Linked DNA regions of Mus musculus: all the other regions are linked to region 2. The links are chromatin contacts, called in public HiCAR-type, HiChIP or PLAC-seq, Micro-C and promoter capture Hi-C maps. All regions are on one chromosome and are shown on one strand. Each heading gives the region's core, a stretch centred on a gene start, on an enhancer-like site or on the middle of the called end of the contact. The rest is flanking DNA. Distances are from core to core; before and after follow the strand shown.

Region 1 (4,447 bases), core at 648-3,147, 700 kb after region 2:
TTGCATGATGACAGAATTCTTCCCATGAGTTAGTGCTGGCAAATGGACACCGGGCTTGGCCAAATGCAAGTTTCCCACCTTCATTACATGTTATAATCTTCTATTGAAAGTCAGATCAAATCGTTCATGTGGAGGCATAGGTGAACATCAGCCGCCATATTCGTTTAGATGGGCGTGGCTTACCCACCCATCCTTCTTTTATGTCATTTGCTTGGTCTCTGAACACCCCAAGGCCTCTGACCCTGGGGCATGTCATGGACTCAGCCTGCGAAGGTCACCACCCCAGGCTCAGCATGAAGCTCACGTATTCTGGAGATACATTTTCCATCTATACAGAAGTGGGACTTTGCTCTCAGGGTTAAGCTGTGGAATCAGATTAGCATCTTCTGTCCATAACACCAACATATCGAGCAGACATAGACCTTGAAGAGTAAGATCTTGCATGTTGAGTCAGACTCAACAAGTTTTGAAGCCAGTGCCACTGAGCCAGCAAGTAGCTGAGGAACTGACTCGCGGTAACTGACACTGTGGTATCCTGTAGCTCCTAGGATGCAGCGAGGGCTAAGAGCTGATGTCAGTGACATAGACACAGGAAGTGCTCCGACTATATTGGCTCCCGTCTTCTTTCTCCTTCCCCAGGCCGATGACTCCATGGCCTCTGAGGAGGATGTAGTCTTGTTTATTGCCGGGAATATGAGTTTAAACTGGGTTATTCAAGGCTCTTAGGAAATCAGAGGCGTGGGGACGAAAGGAAATCACCTATGCTCCTAATTCTGGAAATCTGTCTCTTCTGAGGGGATGGTGGGGTTGAGTGGCTGTTTGGGCTTCAGACTGATCGGAGAGGAGGAAGAGGCAGCATTTAAAACGTGTCTGCCGCTACTGCAAGCTGGCTTCAGTTCCAGTTTTCCTAAAACCACCTCCAGGGCACACATACTTACATTTAGTACCGAAATCTCTTCGTGCAGTTATTAGTAACTCCGCCTCCTCTCCTCTTCCCCTCTGGGCACGCATGCCCATTCTGTAGACACCTGGGACTCGGAGTTGACATCCCTGGCAACTCCCTCCCTTGGGTGGTTTCCAGGGTTTGCTCCCCAGCCACACCTTCCTCAGAGGACAGAGCTTGGAAATCTCACTTCATCAATTTCACACACACACACACACACACACACACACACACACTATTTTGTATTTTAATATATCTCAGCGACTACCTTTCTTTCCCTTAAAAATGTGTGATGGACAGCTTTACGATCAGCTCTGAGTTGCTGTCTTGTTCTGTATGCCAGCACACGTGTGCCCAGTCTCATACCTTTTCACGTGACTGGGATTCTCCCGACACCCTAGGTTTTCCCAACGATATTTTTGTTTTCCCCTCAAATCAGCTTCAGTCCCTAGAAACCTCATGTACGTCTTTCTGCAGAATACCTATGTTCACGTAGCTATCCAGTTGCATGTGTTTGCACACACATGTACAGACGCACAGGTTTTGCAGCCTGTTGGCTTCTCTGTGTCTGCTTCTATATGTGTGTTATAACATTTTGTGGAAGTTCAGAGCGTTCTCTTTCAGTCCTTTTCATGGTTTTGTAATCGCCTGTTATGTGGATACACTGCAAACCATTTCCTTTTTTTTTTACGGGCATTCTCTGTGTCGTCATGCCTTTACTGGTGTACACAGTGCTGCCACGGTGGCCTTTGTGCCCATACACACCGGGCCTTCTACAATCTGTGAGGTAGATAGAACATGAGGCCAAGCCGGGAAGATTTGTATAATAGAGTTTAATATATGCTTCCAAATTGCTTTCTCAAAGCACTGAAACAACTCGTATTTCCTCCAGCAGTATATGAGGGCTCCCCCATGGCCTCTGGCTCCTCCAGCTTCTCCTTCCTGCCCGTGTGAAAGGCACAGCAATCTGGTGCTTCCGTAGTTCACATGTCCTTACAATGAGTGAGCCTGGGCATGTCTTTAAGTAGACTGGCTTGTTACTCTTGCATATTTGTGTACACACACACACCATGTCCTTGTCATGCCAGCTTGCTTTCTATGGCAGATGTCGCCCCCTTTCTGTCTTGTTAGGAGTTCTTTTCCTTCCCTTTGTGTATAGCATTTTTACCATGCAAGTTTTCAGAGACTGGAGAGAAGGCTCAGTTTGTAAGCTTGGCTCTGCACACTTAGGGACTTGAGTTCAAGCCCTCAGAGCCCCACACAGAAGCTGGGTATGGTGGTGTGTGCCTAAGCCCAGCCCTGGGGAGGCAGAAGCAGGAGATCCCGGGAGCTTCCTGGATGGCCAGTGTAGCTGAACCAGTGAATTCCATGTTGACTAAAGAAACTTGTCTCAGAAAAGAAGAAGAGTGATGGAGGAGGACCCAAACGCTGCCTGCTGGCCGCCGCATGTGGACATGCCATGAGTCCATACCTGCACACATATGTGTACACAATGCATGCAAAAGTGTACATAAGCCACACACCAAAATCAGCTTTAAAAAGTGTTAATAGCTATAGGAAGCTTCTGCTTCTTTAAATTGTTTTTGTGTTTTGTTGGGGGTTTTTTGTTTTGTTTTTGTTTTTTAATAGTGTCTAGGATCTCCAGCTCCATTTAAAAGGGGAAGCATGTCAGGTTGGCGCGCATGTGTCCTGCACTCTGATGCTACATCCCTCCTTGCAGCTGAGTTATCTGTTTGCCTTTGAAATCTTAGAAACCCCAGAGCCAAGTGTGGGAATTTAGCAAAACTTGCTGAGCCCTGTGGTGCAGCTCCCCTCAGGCCTTGCTGAGTGAGTCCTGTGGTGCAGCTCCCCTCAGGCCCTGCTGAGTCCTGTGGTGCAGCTCTCCTCAGGCCTTGCTGAGTGAGTCCTGTGGTGCAGCTCTCCTCAGGCCTTGCTGAGTGAGTTTTGTGGTGCAGCTCCCCTCAGGCCTTGCTGAGTGAGTCCTGTGGTGCAGTTCCCCTCAGGCCCTGCTGAGCCCTGTGGTGAAGCTCCCCTCAGGCCCTGCTGAGTGAGTTCTGTGGTGCAGCTCCCCTCAGGCCCTGCTGAGTGAGTCCTGTGGTGCAGCTCCCCTCAGGCCCTGCTGAGTCCTGTGGTGCAGCTCCCCTCAGGCCCTGCTGAGTCCTGTGGTGAAGCTCCCCTCAGGCCCTGCTGAGTGAGTTCTGTGGTGCAGCTCCCCTCAGGCCCTGCTGAGTGAGTTCTGTGGTGCAGCTTCCCTTAGGCTTCAAGCCCATTCTCTGACCAGATCCCATAGCAGATACCAGTGTGGAATAATTCTGTGTTTTAGCTGCTGTTCTCCTTTCCCTCCTCTGTAAGTCCTCCATGTGCTCCTTAACAGGAAGTCTCCATTTCCCAGATCTCCTCTATACTTTTCCATTTGCTGTGGTGAACTAGATATGGAATGTCCCTGAACTCTCTATGACCCTGCTCCAAACATGCCCAGTATTACAAAGTCCTTTCCAGTAGTCTCAGTCAGGTCCTCACCCTTCCCTGGACGTCCAGCGCTCTCTCTAGAGGGCAGCACTGTGACGTCTGCTCCCCTGCCTTGGTTTTTGCAGTCTCTCCTTGGGTGGTAGGATCCAGGTCAAGAGTCTCCCCTTAACATCCTGTGCAGCTTGCACCTTTTCGGGATAGCTTCCAAACACCTTTGCATTTATAGAACACTCAGGCTGACAGATAGTCTGCACACACCCCCTCATTCGATTTCTTTTTAAAAATGATTTATTTTTTTTCCTATGTGTATGAGTGTTTTGCTTGTTTATCTGTGCACCCTGTGCATGCAGTACCCCCAGAGTCCAGAAGAGGGCGTCGAATTCGTCGGCGCTAGAGTTATAGAGGTTTGGGAGCCACCCATGTGGGTGCTGGGATCTGAACCCCAGGTTCTCTGCAAGAGCAGTTTGCCCTCGATCTCTGAGCCACCTCTCCAGCAACCCCATCTGATTGTTATAGCAGCCCATGGTGGGAAGAGCTACTGTCTCTCCTTTATAGACAAGATCCTGAACATCCCAGAGGTGAAGTCATCTGTCTACAGTCACGTAAAAGTAAGATTGGCGTCGGGTGTTTGCTCCACAGCCCTGACCATCACCGCCTTGGCCTGTCTCCGTTCTGTCCCCTTCCGGGAGAGTCTGACCGCTCTCCCCACCTTGTTGAGGTAGTCTCTTATTTCTGCTGGGCTGAATGCCCTAAGCTAGCTGACCTGCAAACTCCTGGGCAGTCTCCTTAGGTTTTGCATAACAAGTGTCTGTATTCACTGAGCAACCTCACTGCCCTAGAGGCTGGAACTAACCACACTGTGTCTGTGCTCAGGGCTGACAGCAGGAAAGACTCTCACAGAGATGTGTTTTAAAGGACCACTTAGTTTCAATCACACAAGCTTCCTGGTCCTCAAGAATCTCTTCTCAACGGGCTTTTATGTAACTCTCTTGTTGCAAGTACACACATACACACACAGCCATGCACACACACACA
Region 2 (5,045 bases), core at 224-2,723:
AAACCGCAGTTGTCTGGTCATCTGGACAGAGAAACCCCTTGTGCAACTTTAATGTCGCCTGGTTTTACTCTACCAGACTTTATAAGCTTGTCCACCTCATCAGCAAAAAGAGAAAAAAGAAAAAGAAACTTGTACAAAATTCTTGGGTGTAACAAGACAGCTGCCAAAACGCACAACTTGTGACTCTCCATTGAGAAGTCCACATCTGGGTATGTCTTATTTCCCTGGGCATCTCTTTTTAATTCCGGTGCTTAAAAATCTACAAATAATAATACTTATTATTTATTTATTTATTTATTTATTTAAAGCCTTTTAAAGAGGGGTTCCGACGAGGAGCTTGCACCTAAGCTTTTCTGACGGCCTTTCTATTAACACCACCTCTGCTTCACGGGCTGCTCTTGTCAATCATTTCAACTTCAGTGCCAGGAAATACGGGTTTGCCAGAATTGAAGTTCCCCCAAAAGATCGAGGCTCCTCCTCCGGCTGCCGCAGGCTACTGCTTATAGAGCTGTCACTCTGCCCCAGTCCCTGCTGACAGCCCGGCGGTGTGGGGAACGGGAGGACTTTCCAAGTAACCCCTGAAAAGCATCACACGGCGGGAACCAGAAGCCTCAGTCCCATCCTTGGGCAGTGACTTTGGGGGAATAAGTAATCTCTGTCTCTCGAGTACGAACTGTGCCGATCTCAGGTCTGAGGATTGGCTGGCCCGTGTGGAACACTGGGAAAGGCGTCCTACGGCCGGCTAGGCAGCCGCCCCCTTGGATGCTGTGGTTGTAAGGTGGGTGACCGACCGACTTCACTTGGGGTCTCTGTGCCTTCCGAACCCGCTTTCACAGCTCTTCTAGCTGGCCCCTGAGCAACGCGGGCCTCCGCCTCCGGGAAGCCCTCCGGGCCCCCCCACCCCGCCCCGGCGCGCCCCCCGCTCTACCGACTCCGGGGCGCCTAGGGCGCTGCTCCCGCCCCCACGCGGGTATCACCGGTGTCGGGACGCCCAGGAGAAAGTCCTCCAGCGCCTCGAGTCCCGGCGGAGCCCGCACGGGAGCCGTGGCGGCCGCGAGACGCCTACGGCCTCCGGGAGGTGAAGAGAGTCCAGGGACTACGGCAGCCCCGAGCTTGGGGCACACCCACGGACAGGCCCGGAGGCTGGTCCCCGCGGCTCTTACTGTTTCACGTTGTCCCCCAGCGCCTCGCTCAAGTTCTTCTTGGCTGCCTCCAGCTCGCTCACAAAGGTCGCCATTGCAGCGCGCGTCTTTCAGCCCGACCGTAGACCGCGCGGCCCACGGCCACCAGCAACCGAAAGATCAACGCGGCGGAAGGCCTGCGCGCCGGACGCTGGAGGCTCGACTCGACTCGATTCCACTCGGCTCGGCTCGGCTCGGTTCGGCTCGGCTCGGCTCGGTTCGGCTCGGCTCGGCTCGGCTCGGCTCCGCTCGGCTCGGCTCGGCTCCGCTCGGCTCGGCTCGGCTCGGCTCTGCTCGGCGGCCCCGCCCCCATCCGCTAGGGAGACGTTGCGTGGGTTTGGTTCTTGGCCCCGCCGTCTCGCAGTTGGGAAAGCACCCAGCCAAACTCCCTTCGCCAACTCCCGCCTCTTGGCTCACGTGACCCGCTTCCCCTGGTGGGCGCGTGCCCAACCTACGCCCGCCTGCCCGCCCGCGGCGGCCCCCGGGGCGCGAACTTGACCGCCCCGCCCGCCCTCCGGCCAGGCCCCGCCCTGACTGCAGGTCAGCTCTTCCCAGAAGGAAGAGCTCAGGTCCCCGAGTGCATGCAATATCTAATTTATCCTCTTGTCCTCATTTTTTTGCCAAGTGCTCACCACCTATTGTGACATTTAGTTGGTCGATCTCGTTTTCTGCCTCCTGCAACTAAAACGAGAGCTGCCTGAAGGCAGGATTTATGTTACTCAAGTTCTGAACATTCACTATTGACAGATCAAATAAAAATAATTCCCAAGCAGGACTACCAAAGGTCCTAGGGGAGGTAACAGGAGGAGTCTCAGCAGCTAGTTAGCCTGACCCACAGAGGAAAAGACGCAAAGAACCTCGTTTCAAGTCAAGGTCAAGTGGAAGGACCCACAAGCTAGCTTGTCCTCTCTCAAATTCCAAATTCACACTCGAATATGCACATATATACTACACTAGGAAGCCATAGCTGTGTTCAGCTTAAAACTTTTTAAAGCCTACTTTTAAAGTCTCTCTCTCTCTCTCTCTCTCTCTCTCTCTCTCTCTCTCTCTCTCTCTCTCTCTCGTTTTGACAGAGTGGCCTCTTAACTCACATAGATCCAACTGCCTCTAGTGCTGGCTGGGACTAAAGGCATGGGTCACCATGCCCAGCTTGTTTGTTCTTGAAATAGGGTCTCTCTTTGTAGCCCTGGCTATCTGACACCAGGCTATTATTTTGCCTTAATGTTCATGTTTGTTTGTTTGTTTTTTGAGACAGGGTTTCTCTGTATAGCCCTGGCTGTCCTGGAACTCACTTTGTAGAACAGGCTGGCCTTGAACTCAGAAATCCACCTGTCTCTGCCTCCCAAGTGCTGGGATTAAAGGCATGTGCCACCACTGCCCGGCTAATGTTCATACTTTTAATGACAGCATAATTTTTTAAAGATTTTGTTTTTAGGTAGATGTCGTTGTGAGTGAATTTACAGGTGGTTGTGAGCAGCGGGCCCTGTTAAATACTGCACAGATAAGATGCATACAATGACTTCTTTCCTGTCTATTAAACTGGGGTTTTCTCCTGTATTAAAAGAAATATTTTAACAAGCATCTTTATGCAGATTCTCCTCATTTGTAATTATTACTTTAGGACAGAATCCTGTAAGAGAATCATGGGATCGGGTGGCAGGAATCGTTATGAATGTCTCGTCCCTGTGGTCAAGCGCCTCCCAGTTTTTAAAATAATCCTCCCTATATTCAAAAGGAAGCCCCAGTTTAAACCCAGCAGCCTTCCGGGTGCTTGCAGAAGTGGTCAGGCTGCTCACTTTTCATCACGTGCATTTAACGGCCTCTGCTGCACACCTGATACCCAGTCCCTTCCAGTAGGGTGGGTGACTGGGGGCGGATAATATTACTCTTAAATATTGCCCACTTTCTGCAATTTATTTCCATAGGCCAACACAACAAAAAAGGAAGATACCCACTGGTTTATTTTTCATAGCAGCTTTTAATTTACTATTATTTATTCATTCATTTATTTATTTACATGCGTATGTGTGTAGGGACTCAAGGGTCACAGCCCACGTGTGAGGTCAAAGAACAAAGGACTCAGGTCTGCCCTTCTGCCACGTGTGTTCCAGCAAGTGAGCTCGTGATCAGGCTCGGTGAGGAGCACCATTACCACCGAGCCCTTTCACCACCTGATTTCATATAACTATTTTACTTGCATATTTATAAAAGCTTTGTCTCTGTTTATTTCTCAGTTTTCAGCATCTTAAACAGCATTGTTTTTGCTTTAGCATATTTTTTGGAAGAACACAACAAGAGATCTACCTGTAACAGATTTTGTAACTGTGTATCACTGTGTGTACAACAATGTATAAGAAGATCTCTAGAGTCTACTTAGTTACTTCCCATTTCTCCTTCTCCCAGCCCCTACTAACCTTTCACTCTATGAATTTGATTACTTTAAATTCCTCCTATGAATGAAATTGTGGCATACTTTTTTTAATGTTGTGTCTTTATTTCACATAGTATGTCCTCAAGATGCAACTGAACTGTGTTGTCACACTTTGTATTCATATATATGAATGACTTATATATGACATATATATATATATATACACACACACACACACACACACACACACACACACACACATAGGTTGTTCATCTGTCAACAGACTCTTAGGCTAGGCCACATCCTAACTACTGGGACTATTGTGTAGGCCAGGCCACACTGTAAAAATAACTTTTATTCATCTGATGCAGATGTCTGTGAGGCTGACTGCCTCTATCTGTAAGCCTAGTCCTGAAAGCTGCTAACCTAGGCCTAGAATATTTCAGCCTCTGAGGCTCACTGCTGACTGCGCTCACGCTTTCCAGCTCTTTATGAACTCTGGCTGGCTGGTTCAACTCAGCTGCTCTGGCTCCAGCTCTCCAAGCTGACTGATTCAATCTGGCTTCTTTCTCTTGGCCTCTCCTAGATTTCTCTGCTTGGCCTCATACTAACTGTGGCAATATGCTCTAATCTTTTGGCTTCTTTTCTGGTTCTTTTTATGTAGTTAAACCAATTTAAATGTATCCCCGTCAGGCTTACAAATGAGTGAGACTCCGACTACTGAGTCTTGGCTTTGAAAATCACTGGAGATAGCCCCTTACCTACTTTTCTGCTGGCCTGGCTACCTCCCCAGCAGTGTGCTCCAGACACTTGCTGTTTCTCCTGGCCATGTGCTTGCTCATGGTCCATCTCCCCTCATGGTGGTTTCCCCCTCTCCCCTGAATCCTTCTTCTCTCTGCCTCTGCCACCCCCCACCAGGTAAACTTGAAACCTGCCGACCTCTAATCCCTCCAGAAATTGGCTGAGCCAATTTTATTTAACCAAATAGTTGTTTTTGTTGTTGTTTTTGTTTTTGTTTTTGTTTGGTTGGTTGGTTTGGTTTGGTTTGTTTTTGTGAGACAGGGTTTCTCTGTGTAGCCCTGGCTGTCCTGGAACTCACTCTGTAGACCAGGCTGGCATTGAACTCAGAAATCTTTCTGTCTCTGCCTCTGCCTCCCGAGTGCTGGGATTAAAGGTATGCGCCACCACGCCCGGCCCTTAACCAAATAGTTTTAAATTAAGAAGCAAGGTTGCTCTGGGCAGTGGAGGCACACGCCTTTGGTTCCAGATCGTGGGAGAAAGAGGCAGGCAGATTTCAGAGTTGAAGGCCAGCCTGGTCTACAGAGTGAGTTCCAGGACAGCCAGGACTACACAGAGAAAACCTTTCTTGAAAAAAGGAAAAAAAGAAAGAAAAGAGAAAAGAAGCAAGGCTGTAAAGCACAAGCAGGTAAACATGAGAATTCACTTGTAAACCTTCAGGAACAGAATTTACTACTACAATACATAGCAACAGA
Region 3 (5,069 bases), core at 35-2,534, 620 kb before region 2:
CCTGGCGATCTAGGTGCACCGCAGCTGCCAAACCCTCAGCGCGCTCTAACCGGCGCTGCTGAAGGAAGTTGGAGAGCTCCCAGCCAGCCGACTGGATAGGCGGTGGGCGCCTGGGAATCCCTTCCAGCGCCGCAATTAGGAAAGTTTTGAAAAGTAAAGACCCCAGACAGATGAAGTGTCTCATCCTTTCCTTGAGCCTAAGAAACACCTCGTGTTACACCAGGCTAGCACAAGGCCACCAGTTTCTCTTGGCCCGGGAGCATCCGGTGCCTTCCAGCTCCCCACCGCCCCAGAATTGGTCCTCAGGGCGCATAGCTAGAGGGGCTTTCTGCCCAGCTGGAGATTCCAGGCAGAGATGCTCCTTAGGCTCGCTGGCCTGGGAAGCAAAGGCAGAACCTCTAACTCCCATTCCTACACCCTGGACCTTCTCTTCCAAGCCAGCTTGATTTTCTCCAAAAGACGCACGACACAGCCCATGCGCCCCCGGGACTCCACTCCTCTCCCCAAACTTCCCAGGGAGACCCACAAATACAGACTGCGCCCCCAAACTCCCACGACAATCGCCAATCATCCTATCTTTGCCTCTTGTACCCTCCCAGTCGCGTTCTTCCTGCCCCTCACTATTCTCCTCGCCTCTCCGAGGAAGTCAGAAGCAAAGCACGAGAAAATGCCTTCGCGAGGAGCCTCCCGTCACCCGCCCTGTCACTGAAACAAAAGCGCAGGGAGGAGGGAGGTGGGTGGGGAGGCAGGAGGAAGGTTCGGAAAGAGATGGGGGCAACGGTAAGAGGGGTTGGGGAGGGGGTTCAGAATGGAGAGTGGAGAAAGGGGCCAGGACCCCGCTCCCGCGCCGCGTGGCGTGGCCGGTCGCTTACATGCCCAGGTCGCTGTAGGTGTTGAAGAACTCCATCTGGTTGCATGCCTGGATCCAGCCCACCACCCAGGTCTCGTGGCGGGGGATGGGGGGCATGACCACACGGGCCGAGGCTTTGAAGTAAGGGGTCTTGTAGCGCAGGACGATGGGCGAGGTCTCCTCGATGCGCGTGGGGCACTGGTCGATGGTGGCGCACACATCGTACACCACGATGTTCTCGCGCCGGATCCGCGCCTTGCAGGTGATGCTTTGGATACAGCCCATCCTGCCGCCCGGCGCCGGCGCGGCGCGGCGTGGGGCAGCGCGGGGGCCCGGCGCGGGCAGCCGCGGGCACCCGTCACGCCGGCATGGCGACGCGCCGCTCGCTCCCGGTCCAGCTCAGCTAGCGCCTAAGAGCGAGGAGCCGCCGCCGCGGGGCATCCTCCGGGGAAGCCCCCTCCCCTTTCCGCGCGCTGGGTCGCGGCTGCCCCGACGCCCGCCCACGCCCGCCTCCTCGCTCCAGCAAGGGCGCGCGGAGCGTGCGCTCCTAGGAGGCGGCGGGCGCTCTCTCCGGCTCCCGTGCCCCGGCGGAGGGCAGGGAGGGGAGCGGCGCTGCGAGGAGTGGTGCCCACCCCGGGCCGGAGCCCCCCGCCCTTCGCCGGAGAGGAGGAGGAGGAGGCGGCGGCGGCGGCATGGAGCTGCGGGAGGGTGGCGGCGGCAGCGCCCGGTTTGTCTGTTTCCGCGGCGGCAGCAGCAGCAGCCGCCGCCGCCGCCGCCGCTGCATGAACCTCTGCTGCACCGCGGCTGCCCCCCGCGTGCAGCGCACCCAGCGGCGGGCGAGCGGGCGGCCCGAGCGGCAGGCGGAGGCAGGCGGCGGCGGCGGAGTCCGTGTTCCCTCCCGCCCCGCCCTGGAGCCGGACAGCGCCCACACTCCCGCATCCGGCTGCGGGGGCGTGTGGGGGGCGCCAGGGGACCGTAGCCCCGGGCGGAGAGCCCAGCGGGCTAGGGCTACGGGGGACAAGCTCCGCGGAAGAGACTGGCTGTACGCCATGAGTTTGTCCCTCTTCGGCTGCCGTCCGGGGGGGGGGGTAGTGTGCAAGGGTGGGGGTGTTTAAAGGGCCGCTAGCTCCCGGGCGGGGCGCGGCACGTGGGGTTGGGCGGGGCCGGGACCCCGGTAGGTGGCGCCCCGCGGGTGATAGTGGGGTGTAGAAGCGGGACCCTGCTTATTGGGATGGGTGGGGCCGGGAGGGCGCGGCGCGGTTCAGAGTATAGAGGGAACCACAGTGGGGTACGGTGAGGCTGCGGGAGGAGAGATGTTGGAGAATCAGCTCCAGCTGAGATGTATCGTTGTGATATAGTTTGTTAGAGTTGGGTGTGACCTCCAGCAGTGCCACGAAATAGATTTACTACCTCGTTCACTGGTCCGCATTTTCCTTTAGTCTAGTAGAAGCTTTATTTTTTAATTTAATTTTATTTTTTTGCACCACAGTATTGAGAGTGAAACCTGAGAAATCCCATTGGAGGCTGACACAAAATCACCCCAAATGCCAGTGTTAGTCGAGGCACCAGCTCAGTCTACTCATGGCCTGTTTTCATATCACCCCTCCACAATCTCTGAAAATACTCTTATCAGAACAACACACAGTGTGTATGTGTGTGTGTGTGTTGGGGGGGGGGGTTGTTGGAGCTCCTTGGGAAACACTGCCTTTTGAATGTCTTGTGTCTTTAGACAAGTTGTACTTAGTGGAATCATCTAGGTAGATTAGAACGCTTAGCTACCCTCCCAGTCTTACCTAAGGCCTGTTAAATACAAACAGAAGTTCAGGGCTTTATAGAACCCAGGAGGATTAAAGAGTAACCACTTGATTCTACAAAGTCAAGGCGCCAATTTGTAGAAAACCCTAATCCCTGTAGAAAGCTGGGGATCTTAGGGATCTTTTCTTGTCTTTGCTTCTCCTGAAGGTGCGTGGTGACCAGCACACAGTCATTTCTTACCAGCTGTGTCAGAGTGAAACCTTGACGGAAGAGCCGCCGGTCTCCGCTCTCTCCCGATGGAAACTGACGCCAGAGATGGCCTGCACATTCCATTCCGTGTATCTGCCACGTGTGTGTTATTGTGATCTCGGGTGTCAAATAGGAAGAATATTTAAGAGATGATTTTTTTTAATTACGTGTCTTCTCTCATAGTTCAGAGCCAGCAGCTTCTTTTAACCTTTTTTCCCCTCACGATCATTGAGCATTTGCTGGATCTGGTACTCACGTGTGAACTCCTCTAACAGGCCACACAAGACTGCCTGGGTGAGTCTTTAGTTAGGACAGATGAATTCCTAAAGTTCTGAAAGCAGTTCTAAAAGCAGCCTCCATCCTTGTCTTACCTTTTCTGACACGCTGGCTTCACTTTATAGTTCACACACACACAAAAAGCAATCTCCTTCTTTGATGACATGGCTCACTTTATGATGTAGCTGCAAGCCTCCATCACTGGTCCCTTTATTCAGCAAACACTTCCTGGTGGCATGGCAGGAGCCAAGTATTGTCCCTAGGTACTAGCGACTCGGGGTTGGACCAACGTTCATGATCCGCTCGAGAAGATAAATCTATTAACAAGTTGTTACAGTCAACTGTGCTGCTGCTGTAATAGAAACGGATAGCCAGTGCCAGGGGAGGCCAGACAGGAGAGCCACTGAGATTTATAGATGGCTCTACCGAGACAGTGACATTTGAATTAGATCCTGAGGACTGATTGAGACTGGCCCAGAAGAGAAACATCCGAGGATGAGACAGAGATGAGTTTGTGAAAAAGCAAAATGCGTAGAGAGGTGAACGAGCTTGGGCGCAGTCAGGGGAAAACAGCCGCTAGTGGTCAACGGACTTCAAATCTCTGTCCCCAAACTCGTTGTTGATCTTCAGGGGAAGTCAGTGAACGCAAGTTTCAGTTTGAGGGGGTGGGAAATGGTTCTCTACCAATGTGGAGACTAGAAATAGGCAAGGTTTCAGGGTCCATGATTGACAGATGATTTGGCCTTGAGTTAGGGTAGAGTTATGGGGCTCCGGAGGCCTGGCTGCGTCTGAGAGTCATTAGGAGGTAAATTTGATTCACTCAGTGATTGATTAGTGTTAGAGGAAGGTCGGGGCCAAATATTGAGTTTTCCAGCTTTGGTGGTCAAATGCATGTGGTCAGATGAAGACAAAAGTAGGAAATTGTTGAGGTTGGGAGTCAAATCGTGTTCAGTTGGCGATGCTCAAGAGACGGTTTGGGGGAGGAAGCCAGAGTTTGGGTTTCAGTGGTTATTATCTTCTAAGGGATAGACAGAGAGAAAAACATTCAGCTGGAGAATTAGGTTATCTTTCTCATTTGAATAATTGGTCAGTCTGCAGTTGTGTGGCTAAAAACTCCATTGTCTTCTGGTAGTACAAGCCAAGAGGCCATACATGGAGAGAATATGTTAGCTGCCTCCAAAATGTAGGAAAAATGTGTAAGGGAGAATATGTTTTATTTTCAAAATGTAAAAGATTTGATGTACCTAGTAGAGTGGCAATAAAATATATTATCTACAGCCTTTGATCAGTGACTCTCTTGATGACTTTACCCACGACCTTGGTGAATCTCCGGAATCATGAGTGTCACCATGACGGGTTCAACCATAAAATATAGTAAACTATAGTCATAAAAGTAAAGGATGCTCTCAGACTTAATGGATCTCAAACAAACGTGGGACTATGATAATTTCTAAAGGTATTTACATAAAGTTTGCAATTAAAATAAACTTACTTCATTATAGTTATTGTTACCTTTTAAACTGCATTATCACCGGAGTCCTCAAGGAAAAACGAAAAGCCCGTGTGAGACTCACTGTGTCAATGCCAATGAGAAAGTGAGCCAAGCTGTGTGGAGACACAAATGCTAGGTGTTCAGTGAGCTCCACCCACTGGATAGATATGGCTGGCATGGACTCTTTAGCCTCCCCGAAGCCCATTCAGATTCACATCTCAGCAAATTACATCATGGCATGCACCTTCCAGGTCACTGACTGGAGACAGTTACCCTTCCCAACTGTTTGTCGTCAAATGCCAGTGCACCTAGGCCTGTAGTGCAGATGAAGTGCTTACAAGTTCAGCAGCTTCTCCATGAGGCTCTTCTGTGTTTCCTGTTCCCTGTTTTCTGCTGTTAGTGATCTACCCCAAGAGTGGCACATTCCAGGCAAGTGCCATGCTCCAA
Region 4 (4,694 bases), core at 1,687-4,186, 760 kb after region 2:
AGGTCCATAACATTTCTTTTACCAGTGAACCTTACTCAGTCAGTCATCCACAGAGCAGAGCTTGTCTGCCTCAGGCTAGGTCTTCCTGTGGAAGGACATTACTAGTGAAGGTCTGACTTCCTCTTGGTGTGCCAGAGAGAATGGTTGGTCTTAGACTCTTAAGGGCATTTGAAGGTTTGAGTGCCTGGGTCCACTTCATAACAATTAAATCACAATGTCTGAGGCCAGAGGGTAGGGCCCATTCGTGAGTTTTTTGACTGTTTTCTTTTCCTAGTTTGTTTGAGACTGGGCTTCCTGTGGCCCTGCTTGGCCCTGAACTGGCTGAGTGGATGAGGATGGCCTTGAACCCATCCAATGCTCTCTAACTCCCAAGTTCTGGGATCAGAGCGTGTGCCACCACACCTGGCATGCTTTGCGTTAAAAAAACCAACCTTACGTATCTGTGTCTGTTTGCTTATACTGCTTGTGTGCAGAGACCTGAGGAAGCCAGAAGAAGGCATTAGACCCCCTGGAGCTGGTGTTACAGGAGCTTGGGAGCTGTCTAACTTGGGTACTTGGAACCAACTTCAGGTACTCTGGAGGAGTACAAACTCTCCTAACCACTAGTGGTCTCTCTGGCCCCAAGGCTTTCTAAAAGGACTTTGGTCTTTAGAGTTGTTTGGGTTATGAAGCAAAATTAAGAGGAAGATGCAGCTATTTCAGACCCTCCCCCATCCACACCCACGTCTGTACATAGTCTCCTGTGTTACCAGCATCATCCTCCACCAGAGTGATGCCTTGGAGAAGGCTGTTGAGCCAGTTGAACCTGTACCGCAACACCATTGTCACCCAGAGACTCTAGAGTTCACAATAGTGTTTACTTCTAGTGTGTCGAGTGGTCCACCCTTGTGAACACATACACAGTAGTTGAGAGTTTTTCAGTAGTTTAAATGAGCACCACTAACTTGTATTTACTTATTTATTTATTTTACTTTACGCTTTTTGAGGAATGTCCTTCTTGCCATTGACCTTGAGCGCAGACTCTTTTCCAGTCCTCATTACAATGATGTCTTATGGTACTGGCTACATTTGTTTCCCACGGTTTCTGATGCACTGTGAATCTTCTAAGATTTGAGAGTTCACACAGTTTTAAGACACAGTGATCTTTTGCTAAAAGAGAAATTTTGTATACATTTCTGCACTTGAGAAAGACGAAATATTGAATGGTGAGCTCTGCAGTGGTTAGTGCCCTCAGGGCTTTCAACACGGGGTGTTAAGTTATAACCTTTTGGCAGGAAAATGATCAGATTTACCCAAAGGACTATATTTTCTTCTTTTTGCCAAAATCTGAGGACATGCTTGGATCCTACCTGCTGGTCCTACAGGGCAAGCGGAGGGCAGGAATGGCTTGTGCATTGCCTGCGTGATTGCATTGAGTTCTTGGTCTTTAGTGAAGGCTCACTGTGGGACATCCTCACATGACTCCCTGGGAGTCCAGATGCAGGGAATGGGCCTTCCCTGATGGACTGTGCATGTTTGTCTGTCTGCACAAGGCTGTCGCTTCCTGCATAGACTTGTAAGAATGAATGCTTGATTGGAAAAAAGCACTCAGTCACAGGAAAGAGATGAACAGTGCACACAGAGAGAGACAGAGAAGCCATTCCAGGCCTTATAGTCAAGTGACTTATAGTCAGTGCAGTGACTGGCCTGATTTAGGACCTTGTGAATATTTCTCATTTCAGCAACAGAAAAATCTTTGTTGGTCCAGAAAAAAAGTTAAGGCTAGGGACGTGGCCAGCTGGACATGGGTGTGAATGGTAGGGATTGGCCCTGAGACTGGAGAATCCTGCCTGTTCCCACAAGTACATGGATGTTTCCCTTACATTGAGATTCCGATAGATAAATTCCCTTTGGAGGAGACCTGTAGATGCTGCCTTCAAGACAGTTCCAGCCAACAGATATTGTCCCGAGTAATCTCTATAGACACCCTCCACCCCCGCCCCACCATGATGGTGTTTTAAAACTTGGATTTTTTTGTTTGTTTGGCTTTTCAAGACAGTATTTCTCTCTCTAACCTTGGCTGTCCTGGAACTCACTCACTCTGTAGACCAGGCTGGCCTCAAACTTCGAGACCCACCTGCCTCTGCCTCCTGGGTGCTGGAGTTAAAGGTGTGCGCCACCACCCCTGCAAATCTTGAATTAAAAAAAAAATGATTTTGGTTTTCTTTTTTAAAGACTTGTTTGTTTGTTTATTATATGAGTATGCTGTAGCTGACATATTAGAAAAGGGCATCGGATCCTGTTATAGATGGTTGTGAGCCACCATGTGGTTGCTGGGAATTGAACTTAGGTCCTCTGCAAGAGCAGCCACGGTTCTTAAGTGCTACGCTGAGCCATCTCTCCAACTCAAATCTTGAAACCTTTATTGTGAAGCACTCAGAACGTTGTATATTTTGTTCTTTCTTTCCTTAGTTCTCTCATTTTGTGCCCCCCACCCCCACCCCCAGCATCAAACAACACCTGAACACATTGAGAAGGGACCACGCGACTGTCAGGTCAAGAGTGTAATAGTGAACATAGAACCCGTCCTCTGCCCTCTGATGGCTATAGACAGCTGTCCTTTCCACAGAGCACAATGGGAGAAGTGCCCAGGGAAGGACAGGATGTCATGGGATCACCAAGTGTGGGGGAAGGAAGTCATTTTGAGATTGAAGCCTGAAGCAGAGGCTCAGACAGCGTGCAGAGGAAGGAGTGTGTTCCCGGCGAGTGGAAAGTTCACTTGATGAGGATTTCAGGCTCACTGAATGGAGTATATTTCTGTAGCCGTCCCTGACTTTGTGTCATTCAGCTAAGAGGGTTCCAAAATAGCAACCCTGACGCATGGAAGAAAGGAGCCCATTTGAGCTCTCAGTGGCCTCTGGCCACCAACCGCTGCCAAGCAGCTCTGCACCTGCGCAGTCGCTGCTGACACACGTGACCAAGCTCTGCTTAGCCAGTCAGATTGTTCAGGCACAGTGGGTACTACTGAATGTTTTGCCTGGAACATTCTGGGACTGAAAAAAGATGTTTTTCCCCTTCTTACTAATGTCTTTCCCTCACTTTGTTTGTTGTTTGGTTTTTGAGACAGGGTTTCTCCGTGTAGCTCTGGGTATCCTGGAAACCACGCTGTAGACCAGGCTGGCCTCGAACTCAGAGATCCACATGCATTAGTCTCTGGAGTGCTGAGATTAAAGCATTCCACCACCACGTGGCTCTCCCTCAGTTTTTATCCTGAAACATAAAATGTTTGGGGGGGGGGGGGGGAGGCAGAGAAAGAACACAGCTCATGGGGTAAATAGAGAGTAAGAGCCCAGGCACCTGTCCCTTCCACCGTGGTGGCCCAGCGGTAAACTCCTCCTGAATGACCTTGTGTTTAGTGTTTTGTTTTTTTCTTTTAAAAGGTCACATGAGGGCTTGTCTTAGCAGATAGTATTAGCCCATCACCATGTTCCAACAAAATCAATGAAGCATAGGCCAGAGAGCAGTTCCTAAATAGATGGATTTATACGCTTTCATGAGAGGCCATACTGGCAACTTCAAAGTGCTTGCCGGGGTGGGGGTGGGGCTGGGGGTGGGGGTGGGAGGCTGCGGATTAAAGCAACCGCCTTCTTTCAATGACAGGGAAAACCTTAACAGGATCCTTTGTAACAGTAACAGAACGAGGATGGTCTCAACCAAAAGCTGTTTCAGGATCGTTGTCTGCCTGGGCTGTGGGGGTGTTTTGTTTACTCACAACTATGCTATCCAGTATATTTCCAGTGGTTTTACAAGTTTGAGTTTATTTGGAGTAATAAGGTCACTGGGCCGCCTCACTCACTTCCTGTTACGTTCGTAATTCAGAGTATTGGAACAGGCCATGTCAGGAAATGACCTCCTGGACGAGCCATGTTTGTCTAACCGGGTCTCAATTTGCTTTCTTCAGGCTGGGTGGTGTGGCACTCGTGCTGGGGACTCAGCTAGATAGATGGCCGGGTCAGAGTCTGCCTGAGCAGCTGCCAGACCCAAGAAACAAAGCTTCATTTCTTTGTTGTTTTCATACTCTGTATTTTCCTTTTGATCTTTACTAAAATGTCCTGGCTTTCCATCTAAACCATAAGCACATCAAGTGTGGGTATTGTTTGCTTCTTGTAGAAATGACCTTGCTGCGTTGTGTTTGCCGGTCAGGGATTCTCTAGGTGTCTTTCCATCTGAGGCAGTCTCCATGCTCTTTATAAACGGCAAAGTCACTGCTCAAAGATAAATTGGCAAGGCAGTGCGTTTTAGAAGCCCTAGTCTCTAGGGCTCAGTAACTGAAGAGTTCTTTCTGGGTTGTTTATTTGTTTTCTTGACCTTTGAGCCCCAGCATAACTCAGCAAAGTTTTCTGCTGCTTGTTAAACAAAGGGGGAAATGTGCCGATGCTGTTACTGTGTCAGGGTTTACACAGACGTTTGTTTATGTAAGCCTTGGACGTAAGTTCATGGAGTTTGGAAACACTTGATAAGCATTTTGTCTTTTTATTCATTAAATTTTTGTTTTATATGTAGGCCATAATCTTTCCCCTGATGTCAACAGGAAAAGTCATTTTAAAGTGTTTTAAGGCTCAGAGTTAATACATTGTGGCTTAGTTTTCTTTCTTTCCTTCTTTCCTCTTCCTCCTCCTCCTCTTCTTCCGACTCTTCCTTCTCTTCCTCCTCCT
Region 5 (4,858 bases), core at 837-3,336, 560 kb after region 2:
TTTGTCAGCGTAGAATGTGGTGCCGTGGAAAAGCGGCCAGACAAGCCAGAGGCCCTTCCTCTGGGTGGGTGTTCCTCATTCGGTCTGTGACCCAGACCCGCTGCTCTTGCCCAGGGGTGCAAATTAATTTATCTATCTATCTATTTATTTATTTATTTATTTTTCTTTTTTTTCGAGACAGGGTTTCTCTGTATAGCCCTGGCTGTCCAGGAACTCACTCTGTAGACCAGGTTGGCCTCGAACTCAGAAATCCACCTGCCTCTGCCTCCCAAGTGCTGGGATTAAAGACGTGCGCCACCACCACTCAGTACAAATTAATTTTATGTGGAAGCTCAAATCCACAGGGTCACCGTCTTTTAGGTGGGTCTGACTCATTTTCTTCCGTTGGCACATCATGGAATCTTTCCACGACAAGACAGCATGTCATAGAAGGAGCAGCCTATGGGGTGTTAAAAAAGACGGACGTGCTCTGTCCATAATATTAATCTTTGCTTTGTTCTCTTAAGAAGCTCACTCAGTGCCTCAGTTTCCTGATCTGTCAGGAGGAAAGGACAGTCACTATTTCCATGGGGTGCAAATGACATCATAATGAGATCACTTTATAAAATGGACCTCAGAATATAGCTATCAGAGATTATCATCATACTTAGTAAAAACAATTAATAATGATTGCCAGGATGCGTTAAAGAGAAATTACTCAGAGACCCTTGTTGAGGAACAATAAGAGTGACTTTACCCAGGCCATTTAGACAGATAAAGGACCACTTTGGTGGGCTCCTCAGTGGGAAAGAGCAGTGGGGCTCAGCTTGACCACAGTAAGGGCAGGTGGGCAGGTATAGTCCGACGTCAGGCAGGAGGGGTCAGTGGATGGAAAATTACTAAGAAAGATATATCAGGAGTGAGAGAGAGATTCTGGCTAAGCTGACGTCACAGGATCCCAGCTGAAGACAAAATGAGGCACCCCTGAGGGACAGTGGAAGACGGGGCTCATTGGATTCTGAGATATTGAGTGTGACCAGGTGTCAAGTGTGAGCTTCTTGCTGGATTGACTTAGCAAGAGTCTCAGGGTTTTATTAAGCACACATGGACCAAGGAGGAGAGCCGGAAGCTCAACTAAAGCTGGTCAGAAACACTGTCAATCGACATAATGGTGATTTTGAAACCTTTTGGAAAAAAGACCCCACAGACCTGTGCTAGAGGAGACCAAACACCTCTGCGTGTGCACACCTGCTTTCAGTGCCTCAGGAGCAGCTCGGGGAAGCCAGGGGCTACTGAGCACAGGGTAGGTTTCTGGGTTGGGGGGAAGGAAGGGCTGATTGCTGTGTCCAGGATCGATGAGGGTGACTCTTCCCAACCATTAGCCCACATCTCATGGGGAGGCAGGCAGCTTGCAAGGCAGGGCTGAGGCGTAGACTGGATTTGTGAAGTTTTAACTCCCGACAGCTGACAAAAGACTAATAAAATCTGGGCCAGGATTTTCCCAAGAGGGATGTGTCACCATGGACTAGAAATGAAACCGAGGGGAGGAGGGCTTTTGGAAGAACTCCCTTATCCTCTGCGCTTTTGTGGGACAGTTGAAAATACACGTGGTGCTAAATTAGCGCTCCAAGACCACGAATAAAAGTGCTTTCACATTCCTTTCTTTAAAAATATTTATTCAAATGGGATGAAATGTTATGGGGGCTTTGTGTCTGGAAGCAGGGTTAATTAAGGATTTCCTGCCGGCTTTGTGAGGCGGTGACATGCCATTGAGATGCCCCGTCTATTTAGTCTGCCTGCTTCCCTTTTCTTTCTATTCATCCAGCTGGTGGTGAAATTCCAGGGAAATCTTTGCAGGGATGTAAGAGAAAACACTGCTATTCCCTACATTCTGTGCTTACCAAGAAAATGAGGGTGTCGGAGACTCGAGGCACACAAACCAGACTACTACAGAACCAGGTCTGGGTCCCCTTCCTTGAGGTTTGTAAAATGTGATGTAGCTGGTGTGCAGAAAAGAGGCTCTTGAGCTCCTGGCCAGGGGTTTTCAAAGGAAAAGCCCAGCCGCCTTGTGCGGCCTCCTGAAACAAAGGCCCAGGGCAGCCCCTTGGAGCTCAGCGCCCCCATCACCTCCCCCGTTCTCACAGGCGGTTTCCCTGACATAAAAGGGCTGCCTGATGCAGTTGCTCCTTCAACAGCAGGTTTAAAAAATGCATGAAACCCAAGATTGAATGCCACCCAGTTTGGCCTCTACAGAGGCTAGCTCTGCAGAGGGACAAGGGGCAGCCAGGCCAACCAAGAAACCAAGGAAGCCTGCTTTCTGCTCCCTGAGGCAAACCTGTTTTAGGGGCCAATCACCCCTCCCCCATTTTGATCTTCTGACCCCAAATAGGATCTGTGGCTTGTTTCTCTTGAGGACCCTCCTGCCCTGGAAGCAGTCAGTTTCCCCAGGCAAATGTAGGCAAACAGGGTCCAGCACTCAGAGTTGGGCTGCCCCCAACTGCTGTCGCAAAGCTGTCCTCAGAGCCTGTCACCGTTCTGCGCCACCTTAATTTTTCTTACCCACCTTAACTTCTAATTTTTCTTATCTTGTTCTCTACACATCTTCTCCCTTCCCTCCTTTTGCATTGTCTCTGAAGGGCCATGCATACGCAGTTACTATATTTTTGTATGTGTTAATATGATTAGTTTGTTAAAATGGTATGCCAGGTTTAGGTCCTTCGTCCCTTCGTTCCTTTTGACAGACCCTCACCGTGCAGTCGTGGTTGGTTTACAATTCACTATATAGACCAGATGGCCTTGAACTCATGAAACTCCCCCCCCCCCCCGAGACTGCGACTGCCTCCTGAGTGCTGCTGGCACTGAAGGGGAAACCTTTACTTTGCCTGTTTCTTTCTGTTCAAAAGTTCAGATCGCTTCACCCCAGCGAGAGCAGCTAGGATGGGAAATCAGAAGCAAGTGTTGGCAAGGATATAGAGAAACTGCTGTGCCAGATGCTCCTGGTAGGGATGTAAACTGGTATAGTCGCTGTGGAGGATAGCTTGCCAGTTCTTGCACAAGTTCAACTACTACATGACCTCCCAATCCTACTTCCGAGTACACATCTGAAGAGACTGGAAAGCAGACCCCTGTCTGCCCACACTCAGAACACTTTCCTCACAATACCAAGTAGAAGCAACCTAGGTGTCCATCACTTGGTGTGTGACCAAGCCAGACGGGATCTGTAAATACACCTGGGACATTATTCAGTCTTTAAAAGAAGATTCTGACACCTACTAAAGCAAGATAGGGCCCCACGGATAATATGCTAAAATAAGAAGAAAACATTCAAGCATTCAAATACTGTATGATTCTGTTCATACAAGATACATAGGGAAGTCAAAAAATCATAGAGACAGAACATAGAATGGGAGTTGGGGGTGGGGCAGTTGGCGGGCACTGGAGGTTGGTGGATGTATGGTTTCAGTTTTACAAGATGAAAAGAGGCTTAGAGACAGTTGCTCAACCAAACGACTGTACTTAATACCACTGAACTGTACACCCAAAATGGCTAATGTGGTAAATTTTATGTTGTGTGTGTTTTACCACAAACTTTTAAATCTGAGGGGAAAATATTAGAAGTCCATGTCATTGTCTTGGGCACCAAATATCCTAATATGTCATCATACTAAGCCACTCAAGGTTCACTTGTGGAGGGGCCCAGAGAAGCAGAAGAGATGGATCAGGATTCAGGTACAGGGCCTAACCCTTGCAGTACCAAGCTTACTAGGAACCCTCAAGTCTCTGTCATTCTCCCGCTGTCTGCTAATAACCTCTGCAGGTCCAGTGTTTTCTACAGCTCTCAGAGATGAAGGTCGGTGGCAGCTAGCACACTTCAGAAGCTTGTGTGTTCATGAAGGGGTGGAGAAGAAAGAAGAAAGAAAACAGGTGAGCTTGCAGCTTCTCCTCAGCCAGAGCTAACCCAGCTGAGTGACCCCTTCCCTCAGTCTTCTTCCCTAGCTGGCAGTTGGTCCCTGACAGGCGATGGGAAGCCACTGAGACCCAGCTCACAGGGATCCCTCGGTGGGTATTTGGGGGAGGGAGGCAGAACCCCGTGCCTGCTTTGTCCAAGGACACCAGGTGATGGCAAATCTGGAGGACTGGGTCCCAGAGTGTGCAAGGGTGCTGCAGAGCCTACTGCGGAGAGGGAAACAGGCAGGGGTGTGAGGGGACCAGAGTACCTTTTTGGAGTGAATGCAATTCTTCTTCCTAGCAGGTAGAAAGTATCTCCTGGTGTTCTCCATCCCCACACAGCCTCATTCCCTCAGATCTCCATTCTCTCCCAGCTCCTGGCTCTCTCCATCTGTCCCCTGTCTGTTTCATAGGCACAGTCTACATTATCAGCTGCTCTTCAGCCTAGAGCCTTCCTTGCTCCTCACATGAGGCCAGAGCTAGCGTTTAGCCTGTGGGACTATGGGACTGTGCCTGTTTTACAGGTGGGTGCAGAGGCTCAGCATAGAATAGCTTGTCTAGGTTTACACATTTGCAAGCAGGAGACCTGAGATTAGAACCTTGAGAGTCTAGCTTCAGAACTAGAACCAGGTTCATTACTAAGTTACTTTGTTGGGTTGAGTTGGGTTGGGTTGGATTTAGCAATAATTCCTTCTTCCACCACTCATTCCCTTCCCATAACTTCCTTCATTCACCCTTATCCTCTGATGACAGAAACGATGCTCGACCATGCCAGGAGGTTGGGTTTCCAAGCATAGCTGAGAGGTGGGCAGGTGGTGACTGACAGGCTGAGAAGAGAACTACCAGCATTTGGTTCTGACAGCATTAACGTAGAGCTCCATATTTAATTCCTGTCTTTTTTTTTTTTTTTCCCCAGAAGGCTCTTACTGAC
Region 6 (4,788 bases), core at 478-2,977, 840 kb before region 2:
ACAACTCACTATGATGTGAATGAAGGTATATGTGTGTACTTTTAAAACATACATGTGCATGTATGTATGTATGTGTACTATATATGTGCATGCAACGCACAAAGTGTTGGAGTGAGGCACCATGTGGGTGCTGGGACCCAAACCTGGATCCTCTGAAAGAGCAGTAAGTGCTCTGAACTACTGAGGCATCGCTCCAGCCTTTCTATTCTTGCTTGATTATTTATTGATTGATTGATTGGTTCTTTGAGGTAAGAGTCTTGCTATATAGCCCTGTGCCATGTTGACCAGAATGGCCTCTGAACTCAGAGAGATCCACCTGCCTCAGCCTCCCAAGTGCTGGGATTAAAGGCACACACAATCACATCCAGCTTATTCCTGTTTTTAAAAGACCTACATCCAGGGCCTTTCACACAACTGGCTTTTGCTCTTTGTCGTTCCTGACAGTTCCCATGTCTTAGCTTCCCTTCATCTCTACTTCTCATCCTGTCTTTCCAGATGCTTGCTTTTTGCTAACCCTGGAACTAGGCAGGCCTCTGGATAGGAGCCTCAGCAGTGTCCCCTCTTTCCCTAGGGTGGTTTTGCTGGTGAGGCAGGGCAGTGATGCTGCTCTTAATTCTTTCTATGTGTATGGCTGTTTTGCCTTCATGGTATATCGGTACCGCTTGTTTGCATGGTATCCTCAGGCCAAAAGAGGGCATCAGATGCCATGGAATTGAAGTCACAGGTAGTTGTGAGTCTCCCAGTTTTAGCTCCAGATTAACATTGCTTTAATGAAGCCATCAATGGGCTGGCTTGCAGACAATGGCTTCAATACAAGGAGTAGAGAGAGGGTCTTGGAACATGGCATTGTAGGCTTCAAGAGACTAGGGTAGGTGGATTCCTTCACGATATGCTGGGGGTGTTTAGGTGCTTTAAGGCGGATCTAAAGTTTAAGTTAATGGCACATACCTGTGACCCCAATATTAAGCTGAGGCAAGATGACAAATTTGAAGTCATCTTGGGTCACATACAAAGACCCTATCTCAGAAAAATCCCTCCCAATCGCCCCTTCGCCACCACAAAGAGAACAATTTAAGAGGTCATTTTCTCGACTGGGGATGTTTCTTGGTACCAAAGCACCTGCCTAGCATAAGCAAGAGGTCCAGGCTCAATCCCCAACATTGCAAAACCGAAACTATGAGCTAGCTGTTACCCTAGTCTTGCGTGTATACTTACATACATATTTCAATAAACCATGAGCTAAAATAACATGGGAACCCATTAGAGACAGGACTAAGCCCTGGTATATACATCTTAGGAACATAAAACTACCCTCTATGTAAACACCACATCTACCCTGGGCCCTGACTTGTACTGTTTGGATTCAGTGGCTCCAAGGACTTGTGTGTTGAGTTCTGACTGTCCTGGCTGGGGCAAGCCAGCACCTGGTGACAGCTCCCCTGCCTGGACGGGATGCTCATCACACGTGTGCATTTCAGAGGAGCCCTCCCAGTGCCATCTGCTTCCTCTGAAGTAAACGGCCTCCATTGTAAAATCACACTAGATTTTTCCTGTGTTTGTTATGTGTTCACTCATACTTAAACAGACAGACAGACAGACAGACAGACAGACAGACAAACACCCCTCCAAAAAGCAAACCAAACCTGTGAAGGATGCTAAGAAATGTGCTGGTTCTCCGGGATCACTGGAAAACTGAATTCAGCTGCTGCAAAGGTCTAACCTAAATGACAGGAAGTCTGGTGTGTGTCTGCCATCTAGTGGTGGGGATTCAGACGGCAGCAGGAGTGGGTGGCTTCAGTTCCTGGACAGCCATTTGACTGGCTATTGATATTTAAGAGATGTATACTCAGGTGCTATTAAAAGTATTAACTACTAATATGACTTTAAAAAAATATTTAAGCCTCCACTAGAGCACATAGAAACTAACTCCCTTAATTTCTCCATGGCAACAATTGTGAGTGGATTGGGATGGGGGGAGGGAGTGTGGATGTGTGTGTGGATGGGTGTGTAGGTGTGAGTGTATATGTGTGTGTGTAGGCTAGAAGTTGTCAAGTGTCTTCCTCAATCACTCTCTTCTTCCTCTTCCTCCTCCTCCTCCTCCTCCTCTTCTTCTTCTTCCTTTCTTCTTCTCCTCTTCTTCTTCTTTCTCTTCTTCCTCTTCTTCCTCTCCTCCTCCTCCTCCTCCTCCTCTTCTTCTTCTTCTTCTTCTTCTTCTTCTTCTTCTTCTTCTTCTTCTTCTTCTTCTTCTTCTTCTTCCTCTTCCCCTCTTCCTCTTCCTCCTCCTCCTCCTCCTCCTCCTCCTCCTCCTCCTCTTCTTCTTCTTCTTCTTCTTCTTCTTCTTCTTCTTCTTCTTCTTCTTCTTCTTCTTCTTCTTCTATTATTATTATTATTGATAATATCCCACTATGTAGACCAGGCTGGTCTCTAACTCACAGAGACCTGCCTCCTGCCTTCTTGGGTGCTGGGGTTAAAGGTGTGTATCATCACGTCATCCTATACCATTTATTTATTTATTTATTAGGTGTGTATCATCACGTCATCCTATACCATTTATTTATTTATTTTAGAGGGGTTTCTCTCATGTGGCTAGAGACCACAGGTTCTGTAAGGTGGCATGTCCCTGCCCACGAAATGGATGTGTGCTGTAGGATCCAGAGGATTCTGGGACTGCATTCAGGCCCTCATGCTTGTATGGCCACCTCCCCAGCCCCAAGGCTACAGCTGTTTCTACTACAGTAGTTTTTACAGGCTGCTATCATCAGCTGTCTATGTGCATGTGTGCACATGTGTGTGGTTATTATTATTTTAAAAGCATCACTGGGATCTACCCTGAGAACTCTGAGCCTGTAGACCTGGAAGAGGATCAGTGATAACAGGTTGTTGGGGTGAGGTGGATCAGCTCTACAGGGAGGGTTGGAACCCCAGGACCTACCTTGTGCATTTTTACCCATAGGGACCCTCACACCCTGGTGTTCCTAGCACTTGTAATGCTGCCTCTCCCAGACATGTCCCAAGCATTGCAGATGGGGACTGGAAAGGTAAAATTCACTGCAATTAAGGGAAGAGAGAAGGAGCCACTGGAGTCCTTTCATTCTTTCAGTTAAAAGCAGACCGTGGGGAGATGCCACTTGTCTCCATAGATGCCACCCCACACCAGCTCTGTTTTGCACAACAGTTCCTGGAGAGCAGGGAGTGTGTCTGCATCACTGAGCATCCAACATGGCCCACCAGAGTTCCATTGGAACAAGGTACTAACTAGAGAAAGTCCCATGGTGCCTTACATGACTGGAACCTGCTTTTGGCCATAACCTCCCATCGGTTTTGGGACTGTGTAGACTGCTGGCAGGGTACCAGCCTCCCTAGTTCTCTGAGAACTGAGAGTATGGCCTCCATCTTTATCAATTTAGTGGCTTAGTAGGTCACATAAGGTGACAGACACAATGTGATTTAGGAACAATGAAAGGATAATGAGTGAGTGTGCTGCTCAGTTCAGTTCACTATGCAGCTAGCCTTGGTGGTACTAAAAATTGATTGAGTTTAGCTCAGACCAAAGTATTGCTTGTTTTCTTCCCCCGTTGCTGTGATAAGAATACCCTGGCAAAAGAAACCTAAAGGAAACAAAGGTTTTACCTCAGCTCACTGTCAAAGGGCAAAGTCCACTGTGGGGAAGGCAAGGTTGTAGGGGCATCCACAACCAGGAAGGTGAGGGCAACAGATGCAGGTAACTGCTCAGCTTCTTTCTCTACTTAGACAATCCAGTACCTAAGCCAGGGAATGGCGCCACCCACAGTGGACAGTGGCTCCCCATTTCAGTTAACATGATCAAGCTAATCCCCCACAGGCATGCCCAGAGGTCTGCTTCTCCCAGGTGAAGTTAGAGTCAGTCAGGTTGATGATTATTGGCACTGACCCTCACAGTTGAGTCAAACAGACAGAGGAGGGACTCAAGCCAAGCCAGTATCGGCTGGGTGACAGGCTATGCCTATGAACCAGCAAGTGTCATGAGGACTACTTCAGGTCAGTTTGTCACATTGTCATCAGACCTAATGTCTTCGCAGTGAGGCACCAATGGTAACAAACACCACTGGAGGTGTATGTCAGTGAGGGTTCGTTGGGTTGAGCTGCATGCAGTAGGAAAACAAAGTACCAAGGACGTGTGACTTGAGGAAAGCAGCCTGTTTTAATCCTAAGTCAGCAGTTTTTCAACCTTCCTCAAGCTGCGACCCTTTAATACAGTTCCTGATGTTGTGGTGACCCCCTAACCATAAAATTATTTTCTCTGCTACTTCATAACTGTAACTTTGCCACTGCTATGAATTGTAATGTAAATATTTAATATGCAGGATATGATGATATACAACCCCTGTGAAAGGATCAATCAATCCCCAGAGGGGGTTGGGACCCACAGGTTGAGAACCACTGTGTTAACGTCAGCGTTGAAGTCCAGTGCTAATAACGATGGTGTTACCAGAGACTCAGACTCTAAGGCTTCCATCTGATGCACTTGGTTTTCATTTTCAAAACCACTTTATGGTCCAAATAGACTTCATTCCATTCAGAGTGGGGCTGTAGGGAAGTCCTGTTTGGGGAAGACTTTTCAGAATGAGCCCTCTGTTCACGTTTTCTTGGCCCTCAGAACTCAGTCTGCAACTACCTTGTAGGGAGACTAGGAAATGTGGTCTTCTGAGGTGATGCCATTTCTTCTCTGAATAAAATCAGAACCGCACAGAGATAAGCAAAACCCAGAAAACCCTCTGTGATGGTTTGTATATCCTTGGACCAGGGAGT

Evidence for each region. Promoter capture Hi-C pulls out the DNA fragments that hold promoters and counts their contacts. Hi-C and Micro-C count contacts between places; a contact is called where the count stands out from the background. HiCAR-type assays count read pairs that join an accessible place to other places. HiChIP or PLAC-seq counts read pairs in DNA pulled down with a chosen protein or histone mark.
Region 1: a promoter capture Hi-C map of the HPC-7 cell line shows a contact between it and region 2, with 2.3 times the contacts expected there. The contact joins the enhancer-like site here to the promoter of Tada1 in region 2. A contact is called at or near these places in 6 of 39 promoter capture datasets (the C10 cell line, the HPC-7 cell line, embryonic stem cells and 3 more) and 1 of 115 datasets of contacts at active chromatin or transcription factors (bone marrow-derived macrophages).
Region 3: a contact with region 2 is called in a Micro-C map of embryonic stem cells, with 4 times the contacts expected there. The contact joins the promoter of Fam78b here to the promoter of Tada1 in region 2. A contact is called at or near these places in 6 of 39 promoter capture datasets (the C10 cell line, cranial neural crest, embryonic stem cells and 3 more), 2 of 484 Hi-C or Micro-C datasets (both in embryonic stem cells), 2 of 115 datasets of contacts at active chromatin or transcription factors (embryonic forebrain and forebrain) and 1 of 9 other capture datasets (adipose tissue).
Region 4: a promoter capture Hi-C map of liver shows a contact between it and region 2, with 2.7 times the contacts expected there. The contact joins the enhancer-like site here to the promoter of Tada1 in region 2. A contact is called at or near these places in 5 of 39 promoter capture datasets (cranial neural crest, hippocampal neurons, liver and 1 more) and 2 of 115 datasets of contacts at active chromatin or transcription factors (astrocytes and embryonic forebrain).
Region 5: a HiCAR-type map of astrocytes shows a contact between it and region 2, with 2.8 times the contacts expected there. The contact joins the enhancer-like site here to the promoter of Tada1 in region 2. A contact is called at or near these places in 11 of 39 promoter capture datasets (the C10 cell line, cranial neural crest, embryonic stem cells and 5 more), 14 of 115 datasets of contacts at active chromatin or transcription factors (the 230-238 cell line, acute myeloid leukemia, astrocytes and 8 more) and 1 of 9 other capture datasets (pancreatic islet).
Region 6: a contact with region 2 is called in an H3K4me3 HiChIP or PLAC-seq map of bone marrow-derived macrophages, with 6 times the contacts expected there. The contact joins the enhancer-like site here to the promoter of Tada1 in region 2. A contact is called at or near these places in 12 of 39 promoter capture datasets (3T3-L1-derived adipocytes, the C10 cell line, cranial neural crest and 7 more), 1 of 15 datasets of contacts at CTCF or cohesin (large pre-B cells), 1 of 484 Hi-C or Micro-C datasets (bone marrow-derived macrophages), 6 of 115 datasets of contacts at active chromatin or transcription factors (the 230-238 cell line, bone marrow-derived macrophages, embryonic forebrain and 3 more) and 1 of 9 other capture datasets (liver).

What each region holds. Positions count from the first base shown.
Region 1 is chr1:165,678,776-165,683,222 of GRCm38.p6, reverse strand. The region is part of intron 1 of Rcsd1 (RCSD domain containing 1); the gene reads left to right. Among named protein-coding and RNA genes, the nearest start is that of Rcsd1, 27 kb to the left of the region's middle. Within about 2 kb of position 1,897, at least 102 of the 459 cell types and tissues checked have an H3K27ac peak or open chromatin away from gene starts, as enhancers often do. A contact at or near this core is called in the HPC-7 cell line, bone marrow-derived macrophages and liver, where this site is marked.
Region 2 is chr1:166,375,595-166,380,639 of GRCm38.p6, reverse strand. Tada1 (transcriptional adaptor 1) reads right to left here and starts at 1,473. Exons shown (of 8, transcript NM_030245.3): 1 at 1,164-1,473. The coding sequence starts at 1,237.
Region 3 is chr1:166,997,632-167,002,700 of GRCm38.p6, reverse strand. It overlaps Fam78b (family with sequence similarity 78, member B), which reads right to left and starts at 1,284. Exons shown (of 3, transcript NM_175461.4): 1 at 873-1,284. The coding sequence starts at 1,135. It overlaps Gm16701 (predicted gene, 16701), which reads left to right and starts at 2,971. Exons shown (of 3, transcript NR_037988.1): 1 at 2,971-3,148.
Region 4 is chr1:165,616,508-165,621,201 of GRCm38.p6, reverse strand. All of the region lies in intron 1 of Mpzl1 (myelin protein zero-like 1), which reads left to right. Among named protein-coding and RNA genes, the nearest start is that of Mpzl1, 16 kb to the left of the region's middle. Within about 2 kb of position 2,936, at least 112 of the 459 cell types and tissues checked have an H3K27ac peak or open chromatin away from gene starts, as enhancers often do. A contact at or near this core is called in astrocytes and liver, where this site is marked.
Region 5 is chr1:165,811,544-165,816,401 of GRCm38.p6, reverse strand. The region is part of intron 1 of Cd247 (CD247 antigen); the gene reads right to left. Among named protein-coding and RNA genes, the nearest start is that of Gm23402, 4.2 kb to the right of the region's middle. Within about 2 kb of position 2,086, at least 53 of the 459 cell types and tissues checked have an H3K27ac peak or open chromatin away from gene starts, as enhancers often do. A contact at or near this core is called in astrocytes, double positive thymocytes, embryonic forebrain and 1 more, where this site is marked.
Region 6 is chr1:167,217,705-167,222,492 of GRCm38.p6, reverse strand. No RefSeq gene overlaps it. Among named protein-coding and RNA genes, the nearest start is that of Gm46170, 47 kb to the left of the region's middle. Within about 2 kb of position 1,727, at least 28 of the 459 cell types and tissues checked have an H3K27ac peak or open chromatin away from gene starts, as enhancers often do. A contact at or near this core is called in bone marrow-derived macrophages, where this site is marked.